2 separate regions of the Mus musculus genome follow, and region 1 is linked to region 2. A link is a contact called in public Hi-C data. All regions are on one chromosome and are shown on one strand. Each heading gives the region's core, a stretch centred on a gene start, on an enhancer-like site or on the middle of the called end of the contact. The rest is flanking DNA. Distances are from core to core; before and after follow the strand shown.

What was found. A called contact is a pair of places that touch in the nucleus more often than the background predicts.
Region 1: a contact with region 2 is called in a Hi-C map of muscle stem cells, with 1.9 times the contacts expected there. The contact joins two enhancer-like sites. A contact is called at or near these places in 1 of 39 promoter capture datasets (the HPC-7 cell line), 10 of 484 Hi-C or Micro-C datasets (CD8 T cells, bone marrow-derived macrophages, conventional type 1 dendritic cells and 6 more), 4 of 115 datasets of contacts at active chromatin or transcription factors (bone marrow-derived macrophages, embryonic stem cells and memory CD8 T cells) and 3 of 9 other capture datasets (adipose tissue, liver and pancreatic islet).

What each region holds. Positions count from the first base shown.
Region 1 is chr3:135,671,103-135,677,500 of GRCm38.p6, reverse strand. The region is part of intron 1 of Nfkb1 (nuclear factor of kappa light polypeptide gene enhancer in B cells 1, p105); the gene reads left to right. Among named protein-coding and RNA genes, the nearest start is that of Nfkb1, 17 kb to the left of the region's middle. Within about 2 kb of position 2,645, at least 128 of the 459 cell types and tissues checked have an H3K27ac peak or open chromatin away from gene starts, as enhancers often do. A contact at or near this core is called in muscle stem cells and regulatory T cells, where this site is marked.
Region 2 is chr3:135,585,215-135,591,329 of GRCm38.p6, reverse strand. It overlaps Nfkb1 (nuclear factor of kappa light polypeptide gene enhancer in B cells 1, p105), which reads left to right. Exons shown (of 25, transcript NM_008689.2): 22 at 484-550; 23 at 842-1,014; 24 at 1,826-2,003; 25 at 5,815-6,115. The coding sequence ends at 5,975. Among named protein-coding and RNA genes, the nearest start is that of Gm46827, 20 kb to the left of the region's middle. Within about 2 kb of position 4,704, at least 77 of the 459 cell types and tissues checked have an H3K27ac peak or open chromatin away from gene starts, as enhancers often do. A contact at or near this core is called in muscle stem cells and regulatory T cells, where this site is marked.

The DNA of each region.
Region 1 (6,398 bases), core at 1,396-3,895, 88 kb before region 2:
GCTACCTGCTTCTTTGTGGCTTCAATGTTTTTGTTGTTCATTATAGATATCATGATGTGAAGAGTTTGCATGTTTTTCTTTTATTCAGAGTTGAGTTTTGTCCTAGTAGGCCTTACTAAGATGCATTTAAAGTCGCCCTTATTTTATGATGTGTTCTTGACTCTTATAACACGGTTTTCCCCTAGACTGCTATAAGCACACATGTTCAGAACGTTTACTGATGTCTCTTCAGCCCACGTGATTGCACCCTCAGTGTCTCTCAGCTCTGTATGGCGTCTGTAATCTTATCAGAGCATTTATAGAACAACAGTGGCTTTCACTGAGCTTTTTGGGATCTCTGTTAGGATTTCATCAGAGTAAAGGTGGGCTGATTATAGATTTTTGAGGCTTTGCACATATACCATTTCTCTGACCAATGAGATCACTGCTCTTTATTTGAACTCTGCTTCCTGTGGCCTGGATTAGAAAGTGCCCTCAGTCAGAAGGTGAGCTTGGAGTTCACTTAAACTGTGCAGCCTGTATCTCTTGTTTAGTGTCTCAGGCTATTGTGTTTCATAATTACATATGAATTTGGCAAGATCAAATAGTGGTTGATTTATAATGACTGAAATTAGATTTGTGTGGATTTTTAAAGATTTTTTTTTTCAAGACAGGGTTTCTCTGTGTAGCCCTGGCTGTCCTGGAACCCACTCTGTAGACCAGGCTGATCTTGAACTCAGATCTACCTGCCTCTGCCTCTGGAGTGCTAGGATTAAAGGCATGCTCCACCACTGCCCAGCTGTAGCATGCTATTAATGATTTTGAAAGACATTATTCCAGGGCATTTATATATTCAATATGTTGGCTAGCTAGCATTTCTCTACAGCTTTGTTTTGAAACTTTCTCATCATCCCAGAAGAGTGCCTTGAATGTGGTAAATGATGGCTCCCTTCCCAGTCTTCACTCACTCCCCTGGCCTCTGGCAAGCAATGATGTGTTCCTCTTCCTACGAATGTGCTTGTTCTTGGTATTCAATGTGAAGGGAATTGAGTATAGGTGAGCGACCCTTTCTGTCTGGTTTCAGTATAAATCATTTAGTCTACTGGTTTTGAAATACAAAATCAAAACTCCCATTGCTGGCTGTAAGGCACACCATTTAAGGAGACTGTAAATATATAATGTATGATTAAGTTGCATAGAAACAGTGAACCATAGTGCAAAACCACCAGGAAATGTTATAGACCTTATGGACTGAGGCGATAACAGTGGAAGAGAAAATACAGGTTTTATGGAAGAAGTTGATTTTGAAGTACCATGTTGTGGAATACATAATATCTAAACAGGATAGAATCTCGAGTGTGAAGAGATGTACACACTGGAAAGAAATGACATAGAGCTGTTACATGTGTGTGTGTACACATGCGTGTGTGCGTGTATGCAGTGAGCATTCACATGTGTAGAGGTCAAAGGACAATTTTGGAAGCTGGTTCTTTCCTTCGAGCATGTAAGTTCCAAGTAAGGACTTAGGTCCTTGGGCTTAGCAGCAAGTGTTTTTACCTGCAGAGCCCTCTTGTTGGCCAAGCAATGCATCTTTAAATGATTGATTTCCCTATAGTAAAGTGCTTGTGTTGGATCATGGTGATAGTTGTGGTGCTTATATAATATATAATATAATATAATCATATGCTGAGTAGTTGCTCTTTGGACTTCACTATGTAAAGCACCTGGCTGTGATCTGAAAGATATTTAATCAGGAAGATACCCTGCCATGGGGGTGAGCGGTAGAAAAGCTGTTTCTGTCAGAGTGAGGTAATAAGGTCTGCCCTAGGGTGTGGCTATGGACATAGAAAGGAAGTGCACACACAAGAAACAGTGTGAGGAAAGAAGTGAGCGACAACAAGACTGTTCACTGCATTGGTTGGAGAAGGCTACATTTGCAAGAATGAGACAGTCAGGAGTCGGGCTTGTTGTCGAGTAGTAAACTGTAGACATTAGGGTTGATGGGTTTAATGTATCATTAACTTGTTTTCTAATGGCATCGTTACCTAAAGCTAACAGGGGCTCATTACCAAATACACCTTCAGAGCCTTAACAGTTCTAATCATGTACTGATGTCACGGGGGTTGGGCTCGTATCTTGGATAGCTTGGGTTTTTTGTTTTGTTTTGTTTCTTTTTGCTCTTTCCTTTTTTTAAAAAAAATTATTTATTTTTTGTTCAATTGAGAACTCAGTAGCCGATGGAGAAAAGCCAGTGCAAAGTCCAGACCGTGACTAAGAGTGTAATTAAAGCTGTGATACTGAATTGCCAGGGTAATTAACCCATGCTCCACACGCCCTCTGTTCCCATGACACTGACCAAGCTGTATCGTGTAGGCTGCTGTCTTTCCATTTACTAACCGTTCTGATTGGCTAGCCTTTGCTGCGGCGAGATAAATCATGAAGAAGCACATAGAAACACAGATATGCCTCATTTCTTGCGACCTGTGACTGTGTGTGGTGATTTGTCTGGCTGCTCTGTGGAGGTCCTCAGCTGCTCTGCCACCGAGGGCTCAGCCTGGGAAGTCTTGGCTGAGCTCTGCTGCGTTTCCACTCCACACGTGGGTTCTCATCCTCCACTGGGCTGGCCAGGCCTTTCCCTTCCAGGAAAGAAAATCCAGTCATTGAACGGCTTCTTGAAAGCCATGTTCATGACTCATGTCTGCATCCTCCTGTTGGTCAGGGCCTGCCAAGGGCCTGACAACATTCAAGGGGCAGAGATGTCAATTTTATTGTCCCTGTGTTGTGAGGGATAGAAAAGGGCAGTGGCCATTGTTTTGAGCCTACTACAGCTATAAGCCCTGAGTTCAGACTATGCCACTCTTGTGTAGTTTTGTTTCTTTGGAAACTGACAGGGTAGGCAAACCTCTTTCTGATGGGTTGATGAAGGGCCAAAAACATCCAGGTAACATTTCAAACATGGTTTCCCTGTGATACAGACCATGGCATACACAAGTATCACAAATCTGTTCCTACAGCACTGTGGATGACACACACACACACTCTCTCTCTCTTTCTCTCTCTCTCTCTCTCTCTCTCTCTCTCTCACACACACACACACACATGTTTTAATTTTTAGTTTAGCTAACTGTGGCTTTTGTGAGATATTCTCTCTCTCTTTCTCTCTCTCTCTCTCTCTCTCTCTCTCTCTCTCTCTCTCTCTCTCTCTCTTTCTCTCTCTCTCTTTCTCTCTCTCCCTTCACGTTTGGATTGCCTTGTAAGTAGCTCATCTGAAATTCATGCACTGTAAGGTCCTATTCTGTTCTCTGGGTTACACTGTAGAAGAGTTCTATGGGCTCACCAGGTACTAGATGTAGGAACAGAAAGCACACTCGGGAGAAGGCATGTTGCAGAAACGAGAGAAACATGCTGAGACTCCTAATGTGCATCTCCCCAGTGGAGACAACACAATTTGACTGGACAGTGTGTGCATGAAGGCTAAAGAGCGCTCAGGGAATATAGAGGGAGCCTCTTCCCGCTCCAGTCACCGTGACAGCATGCTACTTCGTGTGTTGGCATGCACAAAATTGGCAGAACGCCTCAAGTGTGGAGAATTCACCATTATAACAAGATTATAGTAAGCAAAAAATCACTCCACATCACGTAGAAGAGGGAGTTGGCAAAGGCGGCTGGTTTAAAGCAGCTCTTTGCAATCTTCTCTAGAGGGTCTTATCTGAAAGCAAACAAAAAACAACAGGAACAGCTTGAATGTTAGCAGTTATCCTGGCAGGCAGCACTCCAACCCAGCCCAGCCCACCCAGCCCCCAGCACAGGTGTGTAACCCTTTAGTAGCCTACTTAATATGGCTGAAGAGATAGATGGCTTAACTAGTAAGAGTGCTTACTGCTCTTGCAGAGGACTCAGGCTGGTTCCTAACTCCCACATGATGACTGACAACCTCCTGTCACGCTGGTTCCAGGGGATCTGGCACTCCCCTCCTTGCCTCTGCCAGTACCCTTACATTTGTGGTGCACAGTCATGCTTGCAGGCAAAACACTCAAGCCACATAAAATAAAAATTAATAAAACCTTGAAAAAAAGATCCTAGCTAGCAGTTAATATCATGAGTAGACTAGCTCCAGCCAGAACTTTTGAGAGGCTTGAAGCAAAGATGTTTTTAAATGAATAATACTTCTGTCAAGAGGAAAATCACATCACCCATTACGCTAGTACAAGGGCCATAAGCTGTGCAGTTAGAGAGGCCAGCTCTAGTCTGTCAGCCTGAGCAAATGACTCATTCTCTCTGAAGCTTGGCTCTTCAGGTGGACTCTACTTTCTGGGCTCAGCATAGCAAGAGGGCAGCATACGTAAGCATTACCTCCGGTTCCTTAGTTATGTGGAAGCAGTCTGTCAAGCTTAGCTTTCCCCATACAAAGGAGAGCACTTGTCCTGAGGCCAGAGCACTCACTGGCTTCTCCTCCTCAGCGTAACTGGCACCAGGGATTAGGTAAATTGTCCCTGGGTTAATCCTGAGCCTTCCAGGATCTTTGGATCACTTCTAGAAGATGGTAGGACCAGCCATCCAGTCCTGTGAGCCCAGAATACTTCAGAGAATAACTTCTAAACTCCCCCTCAGGGAAAAATACAAGTTATAGGGTAATGGCATGCAACCACTTCAGACTCAAATATGTTAGACTGTCAGTAGCTATTGGCAGAAAATTTATCTGTCTTTGCTACAGTTCTATTGCTGTGAAGAGACATCATGACCAAGGCAACTCTTCTAAAAGAAAGCCTTTAAATGGGCCTGGCGTACAATTGTAGACGTTTAGTCCATTATCATGATGGCAGAGAGCAGAGGACACAGGCAGGCACAGAATCAGGAGCTGAGAGTTCTGCATCATGGTCTGTAGGCAGAGAAAGACAGACTCTGGACTTGGGATGGGCTTTTGAAACCTCAGTGCTCCTCCTCAGTGACAGACTTCCTCTAACAAGGCCACACTTCGTAATCCTTTTAATCCTTTCAAATAGTGTCACTCCCTGGTGACTAAGCACACAAATATATGAGCCTGTGTCTTTCTCAGGACAACGAAAAGTTTATCTTGCATCTTTCTTCCTATAATTTATCATGAGTGAGCTATTAGACTGTCTGGTGAGTTAACATATGTTCTGTATCTCCCACTCACTAATAAGCTTCGCATGGATTAGCTAGCTGAGTGTTTCCCATGGGTCTGCCAGCCCATTAGGCTGACACTCCATCATGAATGGGTTTCTTCGTCAGCTCTCAGATTTGCATTTGCAGTGCGTGCATGTATTGTTCTAGGTCATTGTCACGATGCTCCTGGTGAAATAATATTGAAAATAAAAGAAGTGGGAAACCAGGTTCTGTAAATCTCAGTGTGGTAGCATGCACAGAAACATTGATTTATTTTTAAAAGAAAGCTTTTAGAAATCAGCATTACTGAAAAAAAAAAAGTCCATTGCCAGCCTTTATCATTAGTGTGACATACTGTCAGACAGGAGGACACACAGAAAGGGGGACGCTTCTGAAGAGCAGTCAGGAATAATTAGGAGTGTTGACGAATTCATACTTCATATTTTATTTAACACTGTCAGGGCATTTTAGGTTCAATGATTTAAATTTAGATTCAGCCCCCTTTTTATTCTAATACATGTCTAATGTGTATTAGATAAATTTCCATGTCACTGTACAAATCTCCCCATTGTTATAGCAATTCCATAATATTTAACTTACAGTTGTAGAACAAGAATGCAAACAGTTAGATCAGAGCACATCACAAACTCCTGAAAATCGACTTGCAGAATTTACGCCCTCTGAATATTTTACATGGTATACACTTTATGTGGCCATAGCCCTTACATTATGTTTTCTTCAAAAAATTCTCTATGGAAAAGAAACTTTAACATTTTATAATTTAATCTTTAGCAATTTATTGTGCGTGCAAGATACAAAACAAAAAATGTTGTGAAAAGTCTCTTTTCCCAGTATCTTTGCCCCATTGCTAAACAAAACAGTACATTAAATGACACCTAAGTGACACCTGTTATGGTTACTAGAATTTTAAACCACCCTGCCACCCCACCCCCTCCCTGATTTCCAAGTGCACCTTCTAGCTGGTGTCTGACCGCCTACTTTTCATAGTGCGCATTGTGGTTCTCTTTGGATTATGGTATTTTAATGGGTTTGGAAATTTAGAGAGCCTTTTCCCCCAAAGAAATCGAACAGAACAGAAAGAGTTGTTGGTGTTGGTGGTGTTGTTGTTGGTGGTGCTTACAGTGAGTCAGGCCTCGGCTGCCTATATCTCTGAACCTAGATGCTATATAGTTACTGACAGGAATTCTCCTGACTTTGTCCTTGATGGCATACAGCCATGCCTTTAGAATTTCTCCACTCAGTCCAGCTGCTTCACCAAGATGCCCCTGTGT
Region 2 (6,115 bases), core at 3,455-5,954:
TTCAGATATGAGAGGTTAGAAAAGCACAAAATGCACAGAAGAGTTACCCTGTCAGCACACGACCAGAGTTCTTGCCATTTCTGTCAGAAGCTAGCTTGCTCAGAGCTTAAGTAAGAGGTTTCTGAACATAAAAATAAACTAGAAATTCTCTTGTGGATTTCCATAAACATATTAAAAACCTTCCTTAAAACACAATAGGGCTTACACTTAAAGGAGAAAACGCTAGGTGTTTGGACCAAGAGAAAAGAGCCAGAAGGCAAAGTAGGCAGTGTACGGGTCCAACACAGTCGGGTTTGTAGGAATCTAGACTCTCTGTGCACGTCTAGGAGGCTGTTTGCTGGCTGGGTTCCTACAGGGAACACAGAAGACTGACCCCTGACCTGATTCCTACCCTGTGTACCATCAGCAAATTCACCTCAGAGAACACCAGGACTTTTAAAAATCATTTCTGTGAATATTTTCTCATGTTTTTCTATCCGACAGGTATTTGACATACTAAATGGGAAACCGTATGAGCCTGTGTTCACATCTGATGATATACTACCACAAGGTGAGGTGTGGCAGGACAGATTCTCTCAGCCAGTGTTGCCCCATGCTGTGGTTTACAGGAGAGGAGAGGCCAGCCTGGGCGAGGGTGTACTGCAAACCGTCTAGATCTTATCTCAGAATCTGAGATCCCTGGAGGTGTGGCCCTGAGCTGCTAGAAGCACCTACTGCTGCTGCTGAGCAGGGCCTCTGGACTTGGCAGAAGCTTGGTGGCCTCCATCAGAAGTTGGACAATGACCTGTCCTCTCAGATTGATTGTCCCTGGAAGGTTAAAGCAGTCATGTTTCTTCCTTAGGGGACATGAAGCAGCTGACAGAAGACACGAGGCTACAACTCTGCAAACTGCTGGAAATTCCTGATCCAGACAAAAACTGGGCCACTCTGGCACAGAAGTTGGGTCTGGGGATACTGAACAATGCCTTCCGGCTGAGTCCTGCTCCTTCTAAAACTCTCATGGACAACTATGAGGTAACGCGCCGCCGTACCATTTAGAGTTGTCTGTGTAACTATTGGTAGTTGACCGTGTCAGCTCCACTGAGCAGCACAGCCTACCCCCTTACATAGTAACTTTATGGAAGGAAACCAGTCATTGCCTGGAAGGCAAAGGGAGCCAGGCCAGGATGGCGCCTTTTTCTTGAGAAGACTGGTTACCCGTCTCTCGGCATTCCCTGTTTTCAAATTCTCAGAGCCTTCCTGTGAAAATACTACTGCCCACAGGATGGGGACCCCTCCAAGCTGTGATCGGTGTGTGCATCCCTGTTTGCAAGAGGGAGCCCCCCAGGGCCATGGCTTCATTGTTCTGTCGGGTGACTCCTATTAGAGCAATTCCAAACTAAAAAATAGACAAACATGGGCGAGCTACTCCGAATGAGGCTGTCATTGCTAGCTGCTGTCTTCCCTGGATTTCTGTGCGTAGACATCACCGTAGGCAGTCTCCTGTCTCCTGTCTCCATGAACTCACAGGCTTCTTTCCCTTCCTTCCCCTCTTTTTTCTTTATCTCTCTCCCCCTTCTCCCTCATCTTCTCCATCTCCTTCATCTTCTCCATCTCCCTTATCCTCCCCTTCTCCATCTCCCTTATTCTCTCCTTCACCTCTCCTGTGATTTTTCTGAATGGATTTGATCCAAGATGGGAACTAGAACCTAAGCACTGTGTTTCTTCAGGTTCCTTCCCTGCCCTCTCCAAACCCCCCAGCTCTCTGGAGCAGACACAGAGAAGGGACGCTAACAGCCTGCAAACAGGCTGGAACACACGAACATACTCTCCCTTTTCCTACCAGGTCTCTGGGGGTACCATCAAAGAGCTGATGGAGGCCCTGCAACAGATGGGCTACACAGAGGCCATTGAAGTGATCCAGGCAGCCTTCCGCACCCCGGCAACCACAGCCTCCAGCCCCGTGACCACTGCTCAGGTCCACTGTCTGCCTCTCTCGTCTTCCTCCACGAGGCAGCACATAGGTAAAGAGGCTGAGAGAGTTCCTTTCCTCGCTGGCAAGGTCTTTGTGCTCTGGGACGTGGCACTACACTCCCTTTCCCTAGTCTTTTTCCTGACATGTGTTCCTCTGTGGCATGCCACCCGCTCCCTCCCCACAGTGCTCCTCTGCGCACACAGGAACAGGCAGTTCCCACAGACACTCACATTGGCATATAGGTCACTTAGAATCCCAGTAGACACTGGACATGGCGGGGAGGGTTAAAGAAACACTACTTCTCATATTTGTTAAATTTGGAGAAAGATTCTAAGAAAGGTGCACAGCCCTGGGCCACAGGACAAGAAGTAGGACCCAGGAAATATGCATACTGTATGACCCTTCCTTTCATGCCACCACCCTCAGGTCCCCCACCTCCTCCCTCCCTCGGCACTCCCCGTCCTTCAGCTCCCACCCTGCTCATGGTCCTGCCTTTGTCTTCCCACACTAACATCCACCTGTCACCCCCAACACATGCATTTGTACGAATGGATCTCGGTACAGGCTTGAATTATGTCATTGTTCCCGGCCCGTGCTTTCTCTAACCTCTGCACCCTTTCTTCTTGTTCATTTTCTACCCTAGCCACAAACTCCACTGAGACCAGGAACAACTAGCATTCTCCCATCTTTGTATTATGCCAGCACCCGGGTGGCAGGCCTTCCATCTGGGCTCAGTAGGTTATGTCTGCCTTCCACCTGGGGCAGTCCTCCCCTGGGAGCCTGCCTGTCACCTTCAGCAGGTCCTGGACACCTGATTCTTGCCTCTTTGTCCTGTACTGTCCTTCCTTCCCCACCTGCTGTGGAGAACCTCTTGCTAGGATGTAACTTCTCATCTTTAAACACTGGCCCGCCTGGCCACAGGCTGCTTAGCCCCGCTTTGATTAATGTTACATCTCAATGAATGGCTTTGTCCATTGATAGCGCTTTGGTTAGCTCATGTTTTCACGTTTGTATGATACATGCTGTTATTTTTGTTCGCATTTCTCATATGGGGGAATCTACAGGTAAACACAGCCTCCAAGTTCAGTAGAAAAATGTCATCATTAAGAGTATTATATCCAATAAACAGTAAACAGATTTTTTAAAAGAGAAAGAAATTTAGAGAAAAACGAGACATCACTTCCTTGTTACACCCTTTAGTTGAGTTCAAACTTCTCAGAAGAATATGATAACTGCTGGTCAGCTCACCACCTCTGTCTGCCATCTGCTTCTGTCCCCTCCTCTCCTACACTCTCCTCCACGTTGCCCGATTGACACTCATCCTGTCACAGCTGATAGCCCTCACTCACCAGTGTCCTCTCAGGGCCTTGTCACCCACACCCACCCTGCTGCCTCCTCCTCACTCCTGTGCATGTATGTGTGCACTGGGGTCCTTAGGGCATTTTTATACATACTTAGTTCTGGTTTATTCTCATGACTCCCTCAGCTCCCATCGCCCCAGCCCTGGACCCTCTACTCCCTCCCTCCCCCCCCCCCCCCGCACTCGCTCCCTTCCCATTTTCACATGTGTTCCCTACCCTTTCCATCCCTTTAAAGCCTGTTTTCCGCCCCCTGGAGGCCTTTGCTAGTTTTCTGGCCTCTGCTCACGCTCACTTCCACATGAATATACATACGTGACTGTTGGAAGCTAGGATCCACACGTGAGAGAGAACGAATGGTATTTATGTCTCTGGGCTGCCTTGATTAGTATTCTCCATTAACCTGCAAGTTTCATCTCTCTTTACGGCCGAATAAACTTTTATCATCTTCACACAACTCTTGGCTCTTGCACAAACTCATACTGGCCATGACTGTCAAAAGTATAGCCAGGCTGTAACAAAATCTAAGAGTGGCAATGAATACTTTCTGGCATTCAGGTCCTCATGCTTAACCCTGAAAGGGCATCTCTTCTTGGCAGATGCCAAGTTCCACCCATCCTCACTGCTTGCCTGAACTCCAACAGTGGCTCCTAGTCAGCCTCTTTGACTCTTTGCTTGCCCCTCCATCAGTTCTCTGCACCACGGTGATGTGACATGATAGGGCTCCAGTCACAATTAAAAACTAAATACTTAGCAGCTAGGAACACGGCAAGTGTCCCCTCCTCTACCTTTGGGAAAGCCAGGTAGGGTGACAAATATGTACAACCCGGTAGCCCACTCATAGAGGAAAGGACACCGAGAGAGGTGGATCCACGGGACTCACTGGCCAGTCTCTAAAAACAAGATGGAGAAGGAACAAGGAAGTCACACAATGTTGACCTCCCCACACCCCACACCTGCACATGAGCACACATCCCACAAACACAAAGCAAATACTTAAATACTGTATTAAATTTCCATCATTGTGACCAACTTAGGAGAGATTTGGTTGGGCACACAGTTTTTATAGGTCCCATGGTCCACTGCCTTCGGGGTATAGCAAAACCCTTCATCACGGAGGAAGCACATGGTAGAGGAATCCTACTCACTTCAAGGTGTTTGGAAGTACACAGAGATGGGGAGGAGCCCCAGTACAGATCTCTTTCAAAGCCACGCCCTCCATGACCTAACTTCCTTCTGTGAGGCCCCATAGTCAAAGAGTTGTATCACCTCCAGATAATGTCACAGGCTAGAAACCAAGCCTTTACTTAGCACACAGCCTTTGTGGGACATTTTAAGATCCGAACCATAATACACAGTAAGCCTTTCAAATGCTGCCCAGTCCCTGTTACACAACAGACAGTTGACTGGATGAGGTAACACCAGGACACCGCTCTGGCATGGTCATTGAGTCTCAGTGTTCTGACGTTAAGATTCAATGATGAGAGTCAAACATTTGCTTAGTAAGTGTTATGCTTCTGTTTCTTTAGTCACTCTGTACAGAAATAATCTGCTCTGGTTCCCAGGAATGCTTTTCAGGCGATAGAATTTAACTTAAGCTTTTGGTATAGACACATTTAAAAAAAAAAAAAAAAGCCTCATTTTCTTGCACCAAAAGAAAATTTTCTAGGCAATGTGTATTCTTTAAAAGCTCATACAGCTCAGAGAAAGGTGCCATTTTTAGTTCCTGCTTCTGTTATGAGTTTATTTTGCCTTGTATTCAGCAGTTTGCCCAGCCGTTAAAAAAAAAAAAAAAAAAAAAAAAGACAAAAGGTAAAATGATAGAGCAGTTAGAAAAATATGCCTCACTTTACAAAGGAAAACATGTTTATCCTGAACCAAGAGAATTCAGAACAGATTCTGTTCAACAGAAAGACTGATGTACCCTGTAGCACTCTCTAATGTCATTTGATAACCCTGCCATTCACACAGCCAAGCAGCACCGGTGGCATGATGGGGAGGTGGGATGCCGTGCTGCGCAGGAGCTAGCAAGCACAACCCTCCATACCATAGTCCACACGGAGCCTGGGAGGGAGCCCACTGCTGTGGATGGTGCTCTAGGGCACTGTGACAAAGCTCTCTGGGTTTATATCAGCCCCCAGCTCCTATCCATCATGGAAGGGATTCAGGGCAGGAACCCAAAGACTTTGAATCTGAAACTGCTGAGCACCCCGGCTTGCTGCCTCATGGGCTCATGCTCCACTGGCTTTCTTACACAGCCCTGGACTGCCTCTCAGGGAGTGGTGCTGTCTACAGAGGATAGGTCCTCCTCCAGTCAGTTAACTGTCAGGACACGCCCACAGACCAGTCTCATCTGGCTGGGCCCTCCCTCATCTGCACCTCCCTCCTCAAGTGATTCTAGACGTGTGAAGTTGACAGTTGAAGGTGACAGGGACAGCAGGCAGAACAAAGCCCTTGCCATGGCCTAACTCAGCCCCTCATGAGTCTGTGCTTTCTCCGCAGATGAACTCCGGGATAGTGACAGCGTCTGTGACAGTGGTGTGGAGACATCCTTCCGCAAACTCAGCTTTACAGAGTCTCTTACTGGAGACAGCCCACTGCTATCTCTGAACAAAATGCCCCACGGTTATGGGCAGGAAGGACCTATTGAAGGCAAAATTTAGCCTGCTGGCCGTTCCCCCACACTGTGTAAACCAAAGCCCTGACAGTCCATTGCATCGTCCCAAAGGAGGAAGGCAAAGCGAATCCAAAGGTGCTGGAGAATCGCCGGCCTGCAGGGTCACTCGATTTCATTCAAGGCCTT